Regions from separate parts of the Mus musculus genome. Here region 1 is linked to region 2. A link is a contact called in public promoter capture Hi-C data. All regions are on one chromosome and are shown on one strand. The core of a region is the stretch at or near the end of the contact, and the rest is flanking DNA. Distances in the headings are between cores, read along the strand shown. Region 1 has its middle 18 kb from the start of St3gal5. Region 2 holds the start of Atoh8 (atonal bHLH transcription factor 8).

What was found. Promoter capture Hi-C pulls out the DNA fragments that hold promoters and counts their contacts.
Region 1: a promoter capture Hi-C map of liver shows a contact between it and region 2, with 2.0 times the contacts expected there. The contact joins the enhancer-like site here to the promoter of Atoh8 in region 2. A contact is called at or near these places in 5 of 39 promoter capture datasets (embryonic stem cells, hematopoietic stem and progenitor cells, liver and 1 more), 1 of 484 Hi-C or Micro-C datasets (liver), 3 of 115 datasets of contacts at active chromatin or transcription factors (embryonic stem cells and pancreatic cancer cells) and 2 of 9 other capture datasets (adipose tissue and liver).

Annotation. Positions count from the first base shown.
Region 1 is chr6:72,077,144-72,082,803 of GRCm38.p6, reverse strand. No RefSeq gene overlaps it. Among named protein-coding and RNA genes, the nearest start is that of St3gal5, 18 kb to the left of the region's middle. Within about 2 kb of position 4,408, at least 6 of the 459 cell types and tissues checked have an H3K27ac peak or open chromatin away from gene starts, as enhancers often do. A contact at or near this core is called in liver, where this site is marked.
Region 2 is chr6:72,231,238-72,236,882 of GRCm38.p6, reverse strand. It overlaps Atoh8 (atonal bHLH transcription factor 8), which reads left to right and starts at 1,306. Exons shown (of 3, transcript NM_153778.3): 1 at 1,306-2,489. The coding sequence starts at 1,719. It overlaps Gm52906 (a long non-coding RNA gene), which reads right to left and starts at 5,261. Exons shown (of 3, transcript XR_003956452.1): 1 at 5,170-5,261; 2 at 4,664-4,760; 3 at 4,155-4,322.

The DNA of each region.
Region 1 (5,660 bases), core at 3,159-5,658, 160 kb after region 2:
GTGGTTCACATGTATTAGTCTTTATTCCAGAGCCCAAAACCCCCACCCCAGTTTTGGGGGCCTTGTTAAACGAGTAGGTGTTGGTAGCCAGTAATGAACCTTTGCTTCCTTTTCCAGAAAGTTATTTGCACTAGAAATCAGACCTTTAGTCATAGATAAGAATAGAGGACAAGGAACCATGAGATGACCCAGCAATTCTTGCTACCTTTCAAAGGACCTGGGTTCAGTTCCTAGCATCCACATACAGCAGCTTGCAACCTCCTGGGGGCGGGGTTAATTTTGGGGGATCTGTTGCCTCCTTCTGGCCGCTGTAGGCACCAGCATGCACAAGGTGCACTTACATACATTTAGGCACATACACATACACAGAAAATAAAAATAAGTAAATATTTTTTAAAGTGAATAATATGTGAACTGGATTTGGTAGCTTCTGCTTGTAATCTAGTACATAAGAGGCTGAGACAGAATTGCCATGAGTTTGAGGCCAGCCTGTGCTACAGTGCCGACATTATAAAGAAATGAGTTTTAAATTCACAGGCTGACTGTAGGGATGGCAACTCCTGAGCTTGCTTCAATTTCCTTCCCAGGATGCTTTGTTGTTGCTGCAGTCTCTATCCCTAAAGTGATGGGTTTGGTTACCAATCAGAAACATGAGCTTGCTCAGTCTCCTTCCCAGGATGCTTTGCTGGTGCTGCCATCTCTATTCTTAAAGGGAAAGGCTGTGTTATCAATCAGAAACATTCTGTGCAGAAGGCTAAGGGTTTCCGAAGATAAATCACTGATGGGGAGCCATCCCTGGGTGTTGGGAGTTTCCTCAAGGCTTTCTTAAGCAGTAAGAGAGAAAGAAATCTTTACCCAGGGTAAGGGAAAGATTTGCCAAAGCGTTCCGTGACATCTGGAGCCCCCGTGTCTGGGGGTTTGTTTCTGTTCACCCGGGTTGCAGCTGTTCTCTCTCGTCTTTGATCGTCACTCCTGTGTCCCATCCAAGTTCTTACCTCCTAGCCAAAGCACTTGATTCCTGTTTCCTAGCCTCCCGTTGCCGCCTCATCCTGTCAAGACAGATGCCAAATAAGCAGTGTATTGGAAAGAGTTTCTCAATTAGCTTTGGTGCAGCCCAGCATCCCCGCTCTAAGTGTCTGGCTCATAAATTAATTTGTCCTTAAATCGAACTCAATTCCACACATCACTCCTCTATCCTCAAAGTCTCACCAGGCTCACGATTAGCTCCCGAATTAATTCCCATCAGCTGAGCTCAGCCTTAGAAGTCTTCCTCCATCTGGTTCCTCAGGGTAACAGCCAGCAGATCCAGACCAGACTCAATAATCGTGCTGGCAGATGCAGCCTCTGGCAACAGTGTTACTTAGTAGTGAGACTGGGACTTGGGTATGAGGCCTGGTTCCTTTATCAGGTGCTTATTGGCCTCACATGGGTATCAGGTGCTTGCCACCCTCATGTCCTGCTCTCAGGCTCTTCTGCATCATCTCTGGTCCGATGCTCTGCCCATGGTTCACCTACAGGCATCATACCTCGGGTGTCTGCACAGTTGTCACCCTATCCCTTCTATCTTCTTCTTTTTTTTTTTTAATTTTACTTATTTTATCCCCCTTCCCGGTTTCACCTTTATAACTCCCCTATCCCCTCCCCCTCCTTCCTGCCTCTATGAGGGTGCTCCCCCATAACCCACTCACTCCTGCCTCAGTGCCCTAGCATTCCCCTACACTGGGGCATCAGGCCTCCACAGGACCAAGGCACTCCCCTCCCAGTGATGCCCGATAAGGCAATCCTCTGCTAAATATCCAGCTGGAGCCATGGATTTCCCCCCACCCCACCCCCAACCCTCTATGTGCACTCTTTGGTTGGTTGTTTAGTCCCTGGGATCTTTGGGGGGGAGGTCTGGTTGGTTGATATTGTTTTTCTTCCAATGGGATTGCAGTCACTTTCAGCTCCTTCAGTCCTTGCCCTAACTCCTCCATTGGGGACACCATGTCAGTCCAATGTTTGGCTGTGAGCATCCATGTCTGTATTGGTCAGGCTCTGGCAGAGCCTCTCAGGGGACAGCCATACCAGACTCCTGTTGTAAGACCCCCGAAGCTGGGCCTCTGCTCAAGTCCTGGGATGAGCTGGCCAGCACCCCAATGACTCGAGAGAAAACCACACCTGATGCAAACTGCAAGAGGTTTTATTATCAGTTAGCTGAGGAACTCCTCCCAGTATGCAGGGCAGGGGAGTTCGACCCCAGCGGTAACAGTAGGGGGCTTTTAAAGGAAAAGTGAGGAATTGGGAGGAGTTGGGAGGAGAGCTGGCTACAGCTCCTTTCTGGCAAGGGGAGGGGTGAGCTGTAGCTCCTCTTCAGTGTCTATCTCCGTGTCCTTGTAGGTCTTCCTACAATTATCGCATCTCTGGCTGTACAGCACAAAAACAAAAAAGCTTTTTGCTGGCTATAGAGAACAAAGAGCCTCTTTCTGGCTGTATTTTTAAAAATCAGGGAAAACAAGCTTAGGGAACATCCAGGGGCTTTACCTTCCAGGGAGAAACACTCTAAGTCGGGGGCCCCTACTGTCACCAAGTGCTTCTTGGCATCAGCAGTAGTGTCTGGGTTTGGTGTCTACAGATGGGATGGATCCCTAGATGGGGAAGTCTCTGAATGGCCTTTCCTTCAGTCTCTGTTCTACTCCTTGTCCCTGCATTTCCTTTAGACAGGAGCAATTCTGGATTGATATTTTTGAGGTGGATGGGTGGCCCCATTCCTCAACCGGGGGCCATGCCTCTCCACTGGATATGGTCTCTACATGTTCTCTCTCCCCTTTGTTGGGCATTTCAACTAATGTCCTCCCTGTTGGGTCCTGGGAACCTCTTGGGTACCTGGCATATGGAACTTTCTAGTGGCCACCCCCAGTTCCCCTTCCCCTCTGCTACACACCTCCTTTCAAATTCCTGGCCCTCTGTACTTCTCCCCCATCTCCTCCCATATCTGAACCAGTCATTTTTTTAAAGCTAAAAACAAAATAAGAATCAGGTATAAAATTGTAAGCTTTTAAAGTTAGGATAGATGGTAGTCTGCTTTATCTAAATTGACAGATATGATGGACTAGGTGTTAAGTGTATATCATACTTTATAATTTACATAGTTGTAATGGTTATGCTCAATTTATTTCTGAAAGAAAAGAGCCTTCTAATTGGACAGAAGGGAGAAATGTTGTGGGTTGCCCGGTGATGTTTGTATTCTGATGTTAATTCTGCTTCCTCAGGAGGGTCTGCCCCGTTGAGGAGTGGATCATGTACTCATGTGATTTCATGTGACCCTTCTCCCCATTTTAACTGGTCAAACAAAGGCTAGAGTCTGCGATTGGGCAGTGGAAGGGACTGGAGGTTCAAGAGAGTTGGGGAAGAGTAGAGAACAAGAGAGGAGAAGGACTGAGGAAAAAGAGGTGGAAGGAAGATGGAGCAGAACCACAAGGCCTGAGGAAGCCACAAGTAGCAAGGGATCTCATAGCTGGGGAATAGATTAGTGTAGTGGTAGATCTGTCAATCTAGGTTGTAGCTTATAAATATTATAACTGAGTTGTGTGGTTTTGCATGGGTTTATTGGAGTTGGAGATTTACTACAACATATGTGTGTGATGTGTATGCATGTATGTGTGTGTGTGTTTGCATGTGTATGGGCACAGGTGCCTGGCATAGTGTGGTCATTGAGATAGAACTGGTTTCTTAACTGAACCTGGAGCTCTCCAAAACAGACTTGCTGCCCAGCTTGCTCTGGGGGATCTGTGTCTAGCTTCAGAGTGCTGGAATTACAGGCAGGCTGGGCTGCCAAGTCCACCCAGCATTTATGTGGGTGCTAAGGCTCTCATGTGTATATGGCAAGTGGTATATACAGTGGACCATCTCTCCAGCCCCTGCACTGCATATTCACGTTCCTCTTCCAAATGCCCAAGTCATTTGCAGATGTCATTCTCAATCAGGATGCAGTCTGACCCTATCTTAGAGGAAGTCCCCTGCAACAGCATCTCTAGGTTTCTGCTCAGTCTCCCCAGAGAGAGAGAGAGACGGTCTTCTAAGCTCCTGCTTGGAAAGCAAGGATCGGGCTTCCAGCACGTTGCCACCCCCAGCACTGAAAGGGCTAGAAGTTGCTGAGTATAGTAATCAATATTTCTCTTCGATCTCTCTCTGCAACTTAGATTCCATTGTCTTCCGGTCCAAGCCCACACTCGAAGAGTAGAGTTCTGACTTCTGTTGAATTGAGACAAGGCAGTATCCAAGGGAAGGAAATGCACCAGAGAGCACAAGTCCAGCTGGTCCTCCATGGATGGCCCACCAAGTGTTCAAAGTAACCTCTACACACTTAACCTCTCATCTAGACCTCTTCCCAGTCGTCTCCACGTTAACTACCCATCTGTTGCCTGCCACGTTCCAAAGTCCTTGGGGCTCTCTCTTCTATCTCTCTGTGTTTGTGCACGTAGGCATGCATGTGGTAACCAAAGAACAAATTCCAATGTTGATCCTCAGGCACCACCAGTCTCGTTGGTTGGTTTTATTGTTTTGTTTCTTGTTTGGAAGCTGGAGTTTTTGTTGTGTCTTTCACTGGCCTGGAAGTCACCAAGCAGGCTAGCTGGCTGACCAGCAAGCTTCAGGGATCCTTCTGTTTCTCTACCTTGCCAGAGCTGAGACTATGAGTAGGTGGTACCACACCTGTCTTGCACACATGTCTTGCGTGCATTGTGGGGATTAAACTCAGGTCCTCATACTTGAAAGGCGAATACTTTACTGACTGACCATCTGGTCAGCCCCTCTTCTACCTCTGAAGAGCCTGTGGCTTGGGGTTTGGCTTGTGTTCTTTGCTCAGTCATGTGTCTCCTCCTTTGCTTTCTTTCTTGGTTCCAGAATGCTACTGCTATCATTGTCTTCTCTCGTAAGATCTTCCCACAAAGCATCTCTTTAAGACCTTGTACATGGGGGAGTGAGTGGAGGTTTAAAGGCAGGGTTGCCATCCATTTGTGCTGCCTCAGCTTACTCTCATGCCTGTCTTTTGCCCGAGGCCATGCCGAGAGCTTGGTCGGTCTTATGTGGAATGACACGTCAGTGAGTTTTGATGAAAGCTCAGCCTCACCCAAACTGGTTCTTGCAGCAAGAAATATTTAGTGACAGAGATCAGGACAAATGGACAGCCTAAACATTGGGAATCTGGGTAGCCTAGTGTAGGCTCTCTAACTTCTATATCTTAACCACTAGCATCCTAACCATCAGCATCCTGAGATTCATTCCATCAGCATCCTAACCATTAGCATCCTAACCATTAGCATCCTTTTGCTGTTTATATGTGGCATCAATCCTGCCATTTTTGATGCTAAGGATGAGTTGGTTTTAAGCCATTTTTGTTCACCATGGTAATTAGGCTCTGCTATGATCCACTTATGTCTCTCCCTTGGATTCTCATGTGCAGTGTTTGCCTCAACCCCTCATACTCATGGGTCTGAAGAATGGTAAATACGTAGAGGAGGAGGAGGACGAGGAGGAAGGGTATGGTGATTAATCTTCACTATCAATGTGACTGGTTTAGAATGCTGAGGAGACACACCTTTGGGTGTGGGGAACATGAAGGTTAGGAATCAACATTGAGTAAAGCTGGAGAAGAGGGGAAATGAGCTGAGCATGGCCCTCCT
Region 2 (5,645 bases), core at 57-2,556:
AAAAGGGCTGGGGTTCAGCTTTCGTGGAGCCCGTTGTTAGGAATGGCATCCACTCACGTGGAGGCATCTAACACACTAACTGCCACGGGCAACACAGCTTGTGACTCTGCCCAACTCTAGCTAAGCCCCGAGTTATAGTTTCACTACACCAGTGTGTCAAGGGTCACCATTCAAATGCCATATACGATCTCCTTTCATCCTTTTAATGACACTTGCCTCAAAGGAGACCATTGGAGGAAGGCTCGGTGAAGAGAGCAACTCTACGTGGCAGCACAGGGGAAGGTGTGTGCAGAGGGTCCCGAGAGGGCCTCCCCGTCAGCCTCTTCTTTCTAGTAGGATTTCCAGTGGAATAGGGGCCTGGGGGTCTGGAGAGTGAACTCTACCTCTGGGGCCAATTGGCATCAGGCTCTGTGCTCAATCAATTGTTATCATTCCCAGGAGGAAGGTGTGGTTGTGACCCCTATCCTGGGCATAAGGAGCCAGAGGTGCCGAGGGACAGCACGACGAATGCCAAGGTCGCTCAGTAAATGGCAACCTTGAGCTCTGGACCTAAGAATTCTGTCTGCTTGAGGAGCTGTCCTGCCCTGGCTGATAACATTAGCGCAGCTACTGATGACCTGGCACCTCCTGTGTGGCGGCTTTCACAGCCAGGCTGTGACAAGCATGGGTGTTCTCCAGATTCCTCATTTCATAGATGAGTAAATCTGGGTTTAGCAGGGCGCTTCGGGTAAGATGACTTAAGATCTTCACCGACGTTACATCTGCTAAACCAGACATTTGCATCTCTCAGTTTCCCAATGTCCGGTGTTCTGTTCCTAAGGCCTCTGCCCCAGCAAATAGGGGCAAGAAGGGAGAAGGCCTTCTTGCAGTTGGATGACAATGACCAGCCACTCTGGGGTTCTTCTCTCCCACTTATCTTTCCCTCCCAGAAGCTCTGGGATTTCTCCCTCTGTTGGACAGTTCGGGTGGGAGGTAGAAGGGAAGGTTCTGGATGGGAAAGGTCGGCGCTGCGTCACCCCCACCCCCACCCCAGGCCAACAAGGCTGGGCAATGAAGGGCCACAGCGATTAGCAGCCACGTGCTCGGGACTGTAGTGGACAGTGCGGACTGTTTTTGGAGAGAGAAGGCGCGCCCCCAACTTGGGTAGGGGGCAGAGAGGGCGAGCAGGAGGAGGCAGGTTCCGGCACAAGGCATGAGGGGTGGGGGGAGGCCGAGAGCACGCGGACAAAGGAGGCGGCCCTCAGCCCAGCTGTTTTGAAAAATGCTTCCTGTTTCTTTAAAGGCGCTCGCTGCTCGGGCGGCCTGGGCTCGGGAGGCGGCAGCGGCGGCGGCGGGAGCTGCCTCCTCTCCGGGCGGGCGGCGCTGAGTGATCTTGCGAACTGGGCTTCTGTGTAAACTGAGGCTAAACAAACACAGATGGAGCGCAGCGGGCGTTCTGCAGAAATGCTGGCAGGGCGGCAGCGACTTCAGATGACACTCTGAGCTCTCCCGGGGAACCGGCAGCCTCCAAGGCTTCACGGAGCCGGAGGCGCAGCTGCCCCGGGAGTGGGGGTGCGAGGGAGGGACCCGGGGAGGGAGGGTAGGAGGAGAGAGCGCGGCGACAAGGCGGCGCTCAGCGCGGCGGCCACCCGGCACAGCCAGGCGCGCGGCGTGCAGAGTGATCGCTGCGGGCGCGCGTCCCGGGCAGTCCCACGCCCCAGCCTCACGCCGTCCTCGCCATGAAGCACATCCCGGTCCTCGAGGACGGGCCGTGGAAGACTGTGTGCGTTAAAGAACTGAACGGCCTCAAGAAGCTCAAGCGGAAAGGCAAGGAGCCGGTGCGGCGCGCGAATGGCTATAAAACTTTCCGATTGGACTTGGAAGCTCCCGAGCTCGGCGCCACAGTCAGCACCACCGCCGCCACCAACGGGCTTCGGGACAGGACACAACCGTTCCCGATCGCGACCCCAGTACCAGCCTCAGTGGCGCCGGCGGTTCCTCCAGGTGGAGGCACAGACACAGCCAGGGAATTCCGGGGCATCAGAGCGCCTGAGGTCTCTGACGCGCGCAAACGCGGTTTCGCTCTGGGCACAGTGGGACCGGGACTACCCACGCCACCGCCGCCTCCCGCATCTCAGAGCTTGGCACCCGGGGATCCCGAGGCGCACTCCTTCCGCGAGCAGGCTCTGCGTCCCCGCATCTTGCTGTGCGCCCCTCCCGCGCGTCCCACACAATCCGCGCCTCTCGCACCCCCAGCGGCGCCACAAGAGTCCCCCGTGCGCCCTGCGCCCCCCACGCGCCCGGGGGAAAGTTCCTACTCGTCAATTTCACACGTAATTTACAATAACCACCCGGATTCTTCCGCGTCGCCTAGGAAACGGCCAGGCGAAGCGACCGCCGCCTCAACGGAGATCAAAGCCCTGCAGCAGACCCGGAGGCTTCTGGCCAACGCCAGGGAGCGGACGCGGGTGCACACCATCAGCGCAGCCTTCGAGGCGCTGAGGAAGCAGGTACTCACTAACCGCCGCGGGGTTAGAGTGGCAGAAGTGGGTGGGTGGGTGGTCCCAGGGTCGGAGTTAGGATAAAAGGAATCCCACAAAGCAGGCAGATTAGAGTTATCATTGTTGCAACTTTTTAGTTTGTAAAGTGGGCGAAATCTAGGGATCTCTGGCCTAGACACGCCCCTGTTCCCCAGGAGTAACCGCGTCTGACCTCAGGTCTTGTAGTTGACTTGTGCAGCGAGTATTTGTCTTCTGGTCCCTTGGGCTTGGTGGGGAGTACGGGGGGGGGGGGGGGATGTGGGAATCTTCCCCTGGCAGGGGAAGGGAACAGAGCACGACCTTTCCGCTCTGTGCACTTGGCATGCTTGGGGTCTCGGCCCCCTGTTGGTGTCACCGAGGCACACAGCATCACAGAGGTGCGCTCCTGGGGGCCCTGGAATGTAAAGGGCGACCCAGGAGGCGGGGGTGGGGAGGTGGGGGTGGGGGGTGGGTAGGGGTAGGGGGTGGGGCTTGTCAGCGCCTCTCAGCTCCTGTTTCCATGGTCACTTCAGCTTGCTTCTAGGATCTCTGCTTTACCTAGTTCCCGGAGTCCGTTATGACCGGGCTACAAGGCTGTGTTTCTTTCAAACACAGCTTCAGGAACTTTCCCAGGAGATCCTGCCCACCGCTGCCCTTCCTCTTCACACCAGTCACCTCCTGGGGGGCCAGGAGACTGCTGGGGATTCTCTCAGGGGTCGGGGTGGAGCCAACAGAGCCGAGCTCTGGATAAGCCAGGGGGCTCCTCTTTAGTTACTGGGGGCAGACTGCCCTCACCTGACAGCATCTATTGGGAAAACTAAGGAACATTTGACTAGAGAATTACCATGGCAGAGGGGGCAGCTGACAGTTCCACTTAAGATAAGCTTAGTTCTTCCCCAGAACTCTCTGGTTTCTCACTTTCTTAGAGAGGAGTAAGATCTGCAAAGGGTGTGGGATGGGCCCTCTCATTCAGGTCACATAAGAGGTTGGAATGGGTGGTGGATGTTACTTCTTTAATGGATGAAACTTTTGTTTGTTTGTTCTGCCACTGATTAGCTGTTTGTCTCCTGGAAAGTTACTCAACCTCTCTGGGCTTTAGCCAGTAGCATCTCTCTCGCTCAGACTCCCTTCTATGGGTAAAGTCAGGCATTGGAGACTTAGTCCTTCCATGAGTTGAACATGGGACGCCTAGGAGAAAGTGACCCTAGTGGCTTTTGAACCTGGGTTTGGGAGAAGCGTTTGGTGGAGGCAGGGTGGCTGTCACTGCCTGCAGATACATCAGCTGTTCCCTAGGCTGTGGAGCCATCCATGTCACCCTGGGCCAGCTGCTGTGTGCCTGCATGCCTGCGCAGTGACAACCTGTGGGGTATCTTGCAGATGACAGAGGGCAGGGAGTTGCCTGTATATCTGCTTTGCTTGTGGTGAGGTGAACCCCTCCTGAACTGAGGGGGTTCGTGTGCCCCAAACCTCTCCCTCAGCTCCTTTTCTCTGCCTCCAGCTGCTGCCTTCAACTTTACTTAGGGAGAGCATTCATGCCTGTGTGCTTGCCTGTGTCTCTCGTGTCCTGTGCCTTTTCTGTCTACAAGGACTCCTATTTTATGTAATCTTAACGTCAGGATTGGATAGACCCATTTCATCGTAAGCAATACTGAGGCCAGGGGAAGGTACGAGACTCACCCAAGATCATCTTGTAGTGAGCAGTTCATGGAAAGTTTATGTGGCTACAATCTTCCCACTGGGTGGTGCCCTTGTTGACTTTCAGATGAGGTTTCGTTCTGCTGTCTGTAGGGGAAGTTCTGACACAAGCATCAAATTCAAAGTGTCCTGACGAAGGTTAGCCCAAGTATTTTAAAAGAGACTTAGTGTGCACACAGATGTAGTTAAATGTATGTACATGTGTTGAATATATCTACCCAAAGGACGCTTGTGCGCGCGCGCGTGTGTGCGCGCGCACACACACACACACACACACACACACGTCTCTTGTTTCTTTTTCCTAGCCCCAACCATTCTGTCCTTTCCCTAAAAGGGTTGCTGGGTCCCATTGGACATCATCTTGTTGACTGAGAAGGACAGAGATCTAGAGAAGGGCTGAGACTGTCCCCACCCTGTCCCCACCACCAGGCACTCCCAGGGAAGGAGTGTCTCCCTGCCCTGGAGCTTACCCTCCTGGACTTTCTGTGTGGCTGGGGACAGTCCTCTGTGGGCCTTGGCTGCTCAGGTTGCATCATGACGTTATCCTCTACCTCACATTGAGCTCTTCTGCACCAAGAGCAGGCAAGGTCCATAAGGAAGAAGAAGAAGAAGAAGTCTCAAATGTGTGTCTTCAGGGGCCTGGGCACTGAGCAGGGCAGGGCTCTACAGGACAAGGCAGTATGGATGCTTTATTATACCCCCCTCCTCCTTTTTTTTTTTTTTTTGACAGGGTCTCTCTATGTACTCTTTGTTGGCCTGCAGCTAAACTTGTTATATAGACTAGGCTAGCCTGGAATTTATAGAAATCTCCTTGCTTTTGCATCTGCCTCCTGAGTGCTGAGGTTAAAGGCACATACCACCACACCCAGCTCTTTTGGGATTTTAAAAACTATATTGCTGTGTGTGTGTATAGGTGTGTCTCAGTGTGTGAGTAGAGGTCAGAGGACAGCTTGAGAAATTGGTTCTCTCCTTTTACCATGTGATCCTTGGGGATCGAACTCTGGCCATGGGGCTTGGCAGCAGGCAACCACTGAGCCAGCCAGCCAGCCATTTCGTCGTTCTGATGATAACCACAGAAACGCACCAGGCTCCGTGCTTAGAACCTCCCATGTTCTAGTTGGCTTTGTGAAATAGGTGCTGTCATCACTTCCCCCATGCCCCAGTTCTTACAAGGTGGTTTTGGGGTCTCAGGAAACTTATGTGAACTGGCTGAGGTCTTGTGGTGCTCCCGGTGGCCCCGTAGGCTTTGTGCTGTGCTGCACCCATGTGTCGGCACTCTCGGGTCTTGGCAGTGCGTTCATGGTGTTGTGCAGTTACAGAGCTGTGTGGCCACCACAAAACCTGGATTGAATCAGGGTCAGCGAGTCTTCCCACTGGCCAGCGCTTAACGGCTTTGCTTCCTGGCTTATGTACCGCAGCACCAGGAAGACAGTTAGGTCCCTGCCAGTCATT